Linked DNA regions of Mus musculus: regions 1 and 3 are each linked to region 2. The links are chromatin contacts, called in public HiChIP or PLAC-seq maps. All regions are on one chromosome and are shown on one strand. The core of a region is the stretch at or near the end of the contact, and the rest is flanking DNA. Distances in the headings are between cores, read along the strand shown. Region 1 has its middle 6.9 kb from the start of Gm22379. Region 2 has its middle 71 kb from the start of 1700044C05Rik. Region 3 has its middle 30 kb from the start of 4933431J24Rik.

Region 1 (2,700 bases), core at 105-2,604, 330 kb before region 2:
TCTTTCTGCTCCGTGATCCTGGAATGGCTCACCTCGGAGCTCCACTGCATCAGGTTATACCGGCAAACAGCAGATGATCGTCAAGTTGTAGGGGTGCCATGCCAGAATTTCTATCATGAGCAGGTTAGGGAAAACAATTTGGTTGGAAAGAGGCCAGAGGGAGGCCTGGTGGCCTCATTTGCAATTTGGGCTACCCTAACCAAATACCACTGGCCAAATGGCATCAACAAAAGTGCACTAGAAGGACCCCCTTCTCTGGGTCCAGAAGCGGATGCCCTGGTATCAGTAAGGTGTGCAGAAGCTTGGCATTCCCACACCCTCATCTGTGGGAAAGCGTTGTTACCTGCTGTTTATAGCTCTAGTTTTTTAAACTTCTGAAAAATGATTACATTTATTAATTGAAAGAGGAGTGTGTGTGTGTGTGATGTGTGTGTGTGTGTGAGATGTGTGTGTGCTGTGTGTGTGTGCTGTGTGTGTGTGAAATGTGTGTGTGAGATGTGTGTGTGTGAAATGTGTGTGTGAGATGTGTGTGTGATGTGTGTGTGTGATGTGTGTGAATGTGTATGTGTGTGTGATGTGTGTGTGACTGTATATGTGTGTGTGATGTGTGTGTGTGATGTGTGTGTATGTGTGTGCGTGTATGTGTGTGTGTGATATGTGTGTGAGTGTATATGTGAGTGTGTGTGTGTTTGTGTGTGTGTGTGTGTCAGTGGATAGCTTGTAGGAGTTGATTCTTCCCTTCCACGATGTGTGTCCCTGGAATTGACTCTCACTGTCAGGCTTGGTGGCAAGTGCCTTCACTCATGCCGCCATCTCGCTGGCCCCAACACTCTTTATTCTAGTTATCCCAACATGGCTTACGGAAGATTCACTTGCTTATTAACTCTGCTGAGCACACCCTCTTAGTTTCACTTGTGTTTATTTAACTTGGTTACGGGAAAACCAAGCACCTTACGGTCATTCCAGAATCACCCAGATAAGACACCTTATCTGTGACTGCACAGGAACCACGGATCACTGGCGGATTTATTAATACGGGTTAGCAAATGTGTAGCAGGCGTTGGGTGTGACTTTCACACTCACTCATTCAGGGGAAGGCAACTTTTAAACGCTGTGCATTTACGGAACGTGGTGCTGTCACGGTACACCGTGCATGATTGCACATCTATACCTTATTATTCAATGTCGGAATACGTCACGTTTAGCCATCCATTCCCCCCTCTTACGACCGACCGTAAGTCAGGCCTCTTGTAGCCTTTCCTAGGTGTGTGGGTGAGGAGAGCTAAGAACCCCAATCACCTTGAACACGCGCTAGGGATCCACACATCCTGCCCACTCTTGCAGTTGCATATCGTGACCAGTAGGTGGCGGCCACACACCAATAAGACACTGTGGCCACCGACTCAGCTCAGAAGGCTCAGAAGGGAGGTGACCTGAAACTAGAACTCTTCTTAAGAATGATTGGCCGTGGAAGTAAATGGAAGCAGAAGACCAGAGCTGAGGCTAAGACGGCTGATTACTTACTTCCGATATCCGGTCTTCCAATCCTCTATCTTCCCAGGACCAGAGAGTTTAGCTTTAATTTCCTTACTGAGAAAGACAGCCGTGAGTCACTTGGTGAGAAGTTAGTGGAAGGATGTTACTGAGCATCAAGTACAGCACCATGCAACTACTAAGTACACAGTACTCTGGAGGAACTGGAACACCATAGAAACTTAATATCTTGTCGTTGAGAAGTAGTCACAAATTGAGCGCTCTACACCTGGAGGATATTATTTTCGCCCCGGTTTCTCTAATCCTTGTTGTTGGGGGAGGTGTTTGTGCACTGTGTAGTCACATGCTGATTTCTGGCTGCAGCCTGGCCCTGGGTGTTGTCATTATTTTTGTTTGTTTGTTTGTTTGTTTGTTTTTCCAGACAGGGTTTCTCTGTATAGCCCTGGCTGTCCTGGAACTCACTTTGTAGACCAGGCTGGCCTTGAACTCAGAAATCCACCTGCCTCTGCCTCCTGAGTGCTGGGATTAAAGGCGTGTGCTACCATGCCCGGCTCCGGTGTTGTTATTATTATGAAGCTTTTCATGACATTTCGTGATTTTGTAAAACACGGTTGTCCACCATCTTCTGACTGGTCAGTAAAGAGCTGGTCAGCTTATGTCTGGGCTGGAGAGGATAAGAGAGCCTTCTGTGCCCAGAGAGAGAAGGCAGAGGGTATCAGATGGGGGAAGAGATGCCAAGAGGGCAGGACTGAGGAAAGCCAGAGGGAGACCAAGATGGCAGGAATGCCCTGTGGCTGGAAAATAGTCCAGACCAGCACAGTCCAGTTAGAATATCAGAATCTGCCCAGCTCAGTGCCTGAAGTTTTCAATAAATATACCAGGTCTCTGTGTCATTATTCAAAGCAAGGGCAGGCATAGAAAAGCTCACCCTTTTACATTTGGCACCCAATTAATTCCTGCCGCACAGAAAAGCCCCTTACACTTACACCATGTTTTGTAGAAGGGCATCTGACACTTCACCGATGGTCTAATAGACTTACATGGAGCCCTTTCACGGAACCCTCCAGTTCTCTACACTCTGGGTCAGTCCTTCCAAGGTTGGGAGTATCCAAGGCAAAAGTGATGCCAGTGGGGTTATATCCTAAAGACAGGGGTTTCCCCACGGTCCGGAGCCAGTGTGCCTCCCAGCAGTGCTTCATCAAAGAG
Region 2 (2,700 bases), core at 119-2,618:
CTGATTTAAGAAACTACAATAACAACAACTAAACCAAACCTAGAGCTCTTCTATTTTTGAGCAAATGGAATGAATCCACAGAGCAAAAGTAAGGTTTTGATTTGGGGACCACAGCCATCCGGGAGGTTAAGATGGATTGTCCTTAAGGTTGTAAAGTAATAACGACTAATGGCAAGGTTGTCCTCGCTGCGTGAAAAAACCACCAGCTCAAATTCAGAACAAACTGGACCGGGATAAAATTATAGCCTCCATGTCTGGCAGCACAACTGACTCTGGTACCTTCCTCCCTAAACTCTTCCAGGGACCTGGCTTTGTGTAGAGTCGTAAGTTACCAAGAGTTTGAGCAAAAGGCCATCTTTAAGAGAGCTGGAAAGGACCACCCCCCCTGCTTTGGGCTCACGTGGTTCTCTTTAACGCCCCCCTTTACCCTCCTCCGCCCCCGTCCGAAACGTGGAATGCAGAGATGGAAATTTCTAGGTGGGGTCCGGTGAAGATCTAGGGCCCCTGAATGCGGGCGGAACAGTGTCCTGAGTTGAAGGCTGCCTGTCAGCAGACAGCCAGAGCCAGCACGCACAGGCTTAAAGCAGGACTCCAGCGGGTTTGCAGAGCAGCCAGCCCTCCAGAGAGAGGCTGGAGCGGCGAGTTGGTGCGGAGTTGGTGCAGAAAAGGGGTGGTCTAAGGGTACCCACCGTGGAAATTCACTCAGCCCCCTCCTAAAGGGCTAAAAAAATCACTGCGAGCTGCGCGCACCAGGAACCTCCCTGCCCCATCCTCATTCTCGGAACTGCAAAGCCTAGCGCCAGGAGTTTCCGCCCGCCCAGTGTCCCCAGTACCCTGAGGGACGACAAGGCTCTTTAAGGAAGCATTGGATTCTACTGGTCGCGGGCTCCTAGCTGCAATCTGTTCCCGTCAAGATCCCCTCCATTCCTATCCGCACTTATGCTCCTGCCTGTCCCCTGGTGAAGGGCTCCCTGGTGCTGAGCTAAAGACCGCGGTGGCGGAGAGTGGGGTGTGGGGTGGCCCGATGGTGCAGAAGGATGGGGATGCAGGAGGACCTGGGCCTCTCTGGCCTGCAGTCTCCCATACGCGGTGCGGCATGGCAGCGGGAAAATAGAGAAGAAAGCTAGAGGGACAAGCAGCGGCGACCCCCCACCCCCCGCCGAGGCCAAGCGGGAAGGACGCCAGTACTGGCAGGGCTGTGGACGGTGCTGAACTCCAGTGCCTCTCTCTGCGGCCGCTGCAGGGCCGGAGTCTTGCCCTGTCGGGAGGATTCACGGGCTCGACCTCGGGAAGCCGGTTGCTAACAGTGTGCAGGGAGCTGCGGATGATTGCGTCTGGCCGCCGGGGCGCCCCAGACTCGGCCGCGCATCCCTGCAGACACCTCGCAGCTGCTGCCACCCGCGGCGCCCTGGCGCTGCAGCTGCGGGGTGAGAGACAAGCCGAGCAAGCGTCCCACCCCCTGCTCCCCGGAGCCCTCGGATCTGGGACCAGCAGGCAAGAGACCTGTTGAAAACTCCGAAGGCCGACTTCAAAGACAATCAAATCGCCCGAGCAAAACCCTCTCTGCGATCTGGTATTTTCAAGTGTCATAAACGCTGTGTGGCGGTTAAGATTGCTGCTCCCTTAAATGGGCCAATAATTTGCAGCGCTATCTCCCACAAATTCCCCCATCCTGGAATCTCAATGTGAAGCAATTCAAATAAGTAAAACCATTTTACTGCTGTTGGAAAATTCGCATGCATTTATTCAGTTTAAAATTTGATATAGGGCATTTTTTTTGTATTCCCATTTATCGTTTGCCAAGAAATAATTAAGAGCAGGAGCTCGAAGATTAGTTTTAAATAAAAAATCTTCTCGAATATAAATGTCAGGTCATAAAAATTCCTTTTAAATCATAACAGCATATAAATCTTTGAAATTAACCATGTAATTACAATGTCTATCAACTTTTACCTGGAGCTTTGAGCCTCTCTTTTTAATCTTCCATTCTTTTTTTAATGAATAGCTATTTTGAAATTAAAAAGTACTGTTCATTACACATGCCCCACTATAATAGGGTTTTTATCATATTTGCGCTATGTAAAAATACTTGCTACTTTGTAATTATTCACACGCCGATCCTTTCCTATATTGAGTGGAAAATAAAAAATGAAATAGAAGTCAAAGGTGCTTGCGAGCTGAATGATTTACACAATTCATTAAGGACGGTGATTTTTCAGTTAGCATCAGATTAAATGGTTACTTACTCTCAAATAGCCCTTGGGGAGTTGAATTGCTGGGTAGCAAACAGATTAAAGTTTGCATTGAAAGAAAAATTGAATTCAGAGGTAATCAATAGCATAATAGGGGCAGTGAGTGGTGCCTGCTGCCTGAAATGAAATTACCATATTTTTAATCTTAATTTTCCACTCTGTTTATCTGACAGTGTGGATGTGCAATCCAAACAGATAATGAGAGAGTGGGATATTGACACCGCTGTCCTCTGGAGTGCTTGTCTTCCGTGATTAAATGCTGTGATCTGTGATTACTTTGTGCAGGGATGTCAGGGCTGCTGGCCAGAACCGAGGGAGGGGCCTTCACCCGGCAGCTGGAGCGTCTGACTCTCCCAGGTCCTAACGTCTGAAATTCATTTTCCACCAGTAATATTGAAAAAAATAACGCTTACCTATTTATGTATCTATTCCAGCTGCACAAATTGCA
Region 3 (2,700 bases), core at 13-2,512, 260 kb after region 2:
CCTAGTCTACCCAAGAGATTCTCAATTATTCTAGGCACCAATTTTTTTTCTTCATGTTATCCCAACACATCTGGATAATAACTATCGTTACATATCGAAGTAAATTACAATTAGATTAAGAATTGATTGTAGAGTTCCTGGCGGCGGGGACCGGGGTAGCCAACGGCTTGTGGAGCATCATGCCCAAGTTTTATTGTGACTACTGTGATACGTGTCTTACCCACGATTCTCCATCTGTGAGGAAGACACACTGCAGTGGTCGGAAACACAAAGAGAATGTGAAAGACTATTACCAGAAATGGATGGAAGAGCAGGCCCAGAGCCTGACTGACAAGACAACGGCTGCATTTCAACAAGGGAAGATCCCTCCGCTCCGGTCTCTGCTCCTCCGCCTGCAGGGGCCATGATCCCACCTCCCCCCAGTCTCCCGGGCCCTCCTCGGCCTGGCATGATGCCTGCGCCCCACATGGGAGGCCCTCCCATGATGTCAATGATGGGCCCCCCCTCCGCCCGGAATGATGACCGTGGGACCAGCTCCTGGGATGAGACCACCCATGGGAGGCCACATGCCCATGATGCCCGGGCCTCCCATGATAAGACCTCCTGCCCGCCCTATGATGGTGCCCACCCGGCCTGGCATGACCCGGCCAGACAGATAAGAGCAGAAGCGCTCTTGATGGTTTTGTATTTCTTGTTCTGTTCCACCAGGAGCTCTTGGTGCTGAGCCTGAGTGTTTACTAGATGCATGGAAAGGAAACTTCCCTTCCTAACTGAATATTTTTGGAGAGAGAAATAATACAAAAAAGTGCAGTTTTCACTTATATTGTGAAATGTGAAATGTGAAAATAAAATCATCAGCTCTTTTAGTTAAAAAAAATAATTAATTGTAAAAAGAAAACACAAAATCCTGGAATTAGTGAGTAAAATATACATATAATTGAAATATTATAGTACTGAAGAACACTAAAGACATACTCATATAGGTGACAACACAAAAACTTTACATTTCTCCTCTATATGCAGAACTGAACGGCTAGTGACTAAGTAGGACATATATTTCCCATATGTATTATGGGCAAAAATTTATTTTAAAAAATTATGCAGGAAGAGCTCATAGAAAAGGCCAACTATAGAAAACACCCAGAAAAAAAAAATCCACCATGTGTATGGAGATTTAAAAGCATTTCCCTTTAAAGTGACGTAGAAGCTGATCTTCCCTCCAGGACAGCCTATTCCCTGCCTGGCTCCGCCCCAGCCACCAGTAACTCAGGGGCATCCAGCACGCTTACACTTGTGTCTTGCAGCGTTTTCTCACTAAGACAAAGCCAAACTCAAAGCAAATATATTAAAACTAAAACCTGAACACATAGAGGAAGCCACAGTGACACGGAGGTCCCTAAAAATCAGATGCAAAGGAACGCAAGCACCATTATCACCGGTGCTGGGCTCTGCGCAGGTTCAACCTGCAATAAAGAAAGTCTTTCCAATCTGCCCTGCGACTTCACCCTCATTGGGATGCATATTCGTGATTTCCTGATTACTCTGCTACATAATGTATACCATTTCCCACTTTGGTTTGCACAACGCTTGTTCAATATTCATATTTTGTCTCTTAACGATTGTAGTAAATCACTTCAAACACAATAACCTATTTAAGAGTGGGTTTATAGGCGAAAAGGCACACCTTTAATGCTGTGACTGCAGTCATCAGATTCTCTGGTTCTACCCGGGCACTCATTACAGAATGCTCAAAGGACGCAACACGCAGAAGAGGCCATCGGAGGCTGAAGGAGTCAGCCCCGCCCAGCGCGCGCTTCCTGGTGGCAGGGCGTATCCATAGGAACCCGGTGAAATGTTTTGTTTTAGTCACTTGGCTCCTTTCTCGTTCTCACCGGAGCCAACAGTTGCAAGATAATGCAGTTTAGACATGTCGCAGCTGTTGAAACTCAGTGGAAGCTTGAGCCGGTGGTGGAGCGCGATCAAGAATCAGAAACACCAAAGCAGCAGTGTGATACAGAGTCAAGGAGGAGCTTTGAGAAGACAAAGGGCAGGAAATAAAGCCCGCCCGCCCGCTTTAAAGCAGAACCCTGGGGTGGGGTGGGGTGGGGTGGGGGTGGGGGCGACATCAGGTTGAGAGCAAGCAGTGACTTTTTTTGTCCCGTGAAGCCGCTTACTGGATAACATGAAAAAATGGCAGATTTGGGAGATGACTTCTCAGAAGCTGAAGAGCAGGCAGAGGGATGTCGCTCTTGGGAAGGGCGTTTATAATTCAGAAAGTAACAAAATCTAAATGGAAGTCATAATCTGTAATGTTTGCTCTGCACTTAAAACCTGAATTCTTTCTGGCAGGAATGTGGTCCGTCTCCAGTTCTCAGGCTAGCCTCATGACCTACTCTCTAATACACACTTCTGAGAAACTGTCAGAGACAGAGTTCAAACCTGTATCACAGGACTGTAAGCTTGGTAAGAGAAACTTTCACAACCATTGAAAGTCATTTATGCCCACAAAGCCCCACACCTTTAGAGAATAAAATAAAATTGATCGCAGTGCACGAATCTGATGACGAATGTGAATTACAACATGCATGGTGTACCCAAGAAGAAGACAGTTTCCATGTTAAAACTAACAAAAATAAATAAATAAATAAATAAATAAATAAGCCCAACTTTATTCACTCTACCTTGCCCCTGGGGGGACTT

What was found. HiChIP or PLAC-seq counts read pairs in DNA pulled down with a chosen protein or histone mark.
Region 1: an H3K4me3 HiChIP or PLAC-seq map of stem cell-derived neural progenitor cells shows a contact between it and region 2, with 4 times the contacts expected there. The contact joins two enhancer-like sites. A contact is called at or near these places in 4 of 39 promoter capture datasets (the HPC-7 cell line, cranial neural crest, embryonic stem cells and 1 more), 1 of 484 Hi-C or Micro-C datasets (palatal mesenchyme), 5 of 115 datasets of contacts at active chromatin or transcription factors (embryonic hindbrain, embryonic midbrain, embryonic stem cells and 2 more) and 2 of 9 other capture datasets (embryonic stem cells and embryonic tail).
Region 3: an H3K4me3 HiChIP or PLAC-seq map of craniofacial prominence shows a contact between it and region 2, with 3 times the contacts expected there. The contact joins two enhancer-like sites. A contact is called at or near these places in 1 of 39 promoter capture datasets (the 3T3-L1 cell line) and 7 of 115 datasets of contacts at active chromatin or transcription factors (cardiomyocytes, craniofacial prominence, embryonic basal ganglia and 4 more).

Annotation. Positions count from the first base shown.
Region 1 is chr14:118,766,890-118,769,589 of GRCm38.p6, reverse strand. No RefSeq gene overlaps it. Among named protein-coding and RNA genes, the nearest start is that of Gm22379, 6.9 kb to the left of the region's middle. Within about 2 kb of position 1,354, at least 21 of the 459 cell types and tissues checked have an H3K27ac peak or open chromatin away from gene starts, as enhancers often do.
Region 2 is chr14:118,435,684-118,438,383 of GRCm38.p6, reverse strand. No RefSeq gene overlaps it. Among named protein-coding and RNA genes, the nearest start is that of 1700044C05Rik, 71 kb to the right of the region's middle. Within about 2 kb of position 1,368, at least 98 of the 459 cell types and tissues checked have an H3K27ac peak or open chromatin away from gene starts, as enhancers often do. A contact at or near this core is called in craniofacial prominence, embryonic basal ganglia and embryonic forebrain, where this site is marked.
Region 3 is chr14:118,179,568-118,182,267 of GRCm38.p6, reverse strand. It overlaps the pseudogene Gm4674. Among named protein-coding and RNA genes, the nearest start is that of 4933431J24Rik, 30 kb to the left of the region's middle. Within about 2 kb of position 1,262, at least 211 of the 459 cell types and tissues checked have an H3K27ac peak or open chromatin away from gene starts, as enhancers often do. A contact at or near this core is called in craniofacial prominence, embryonic basal ganglia and embryonic forebrain, where this site is marked.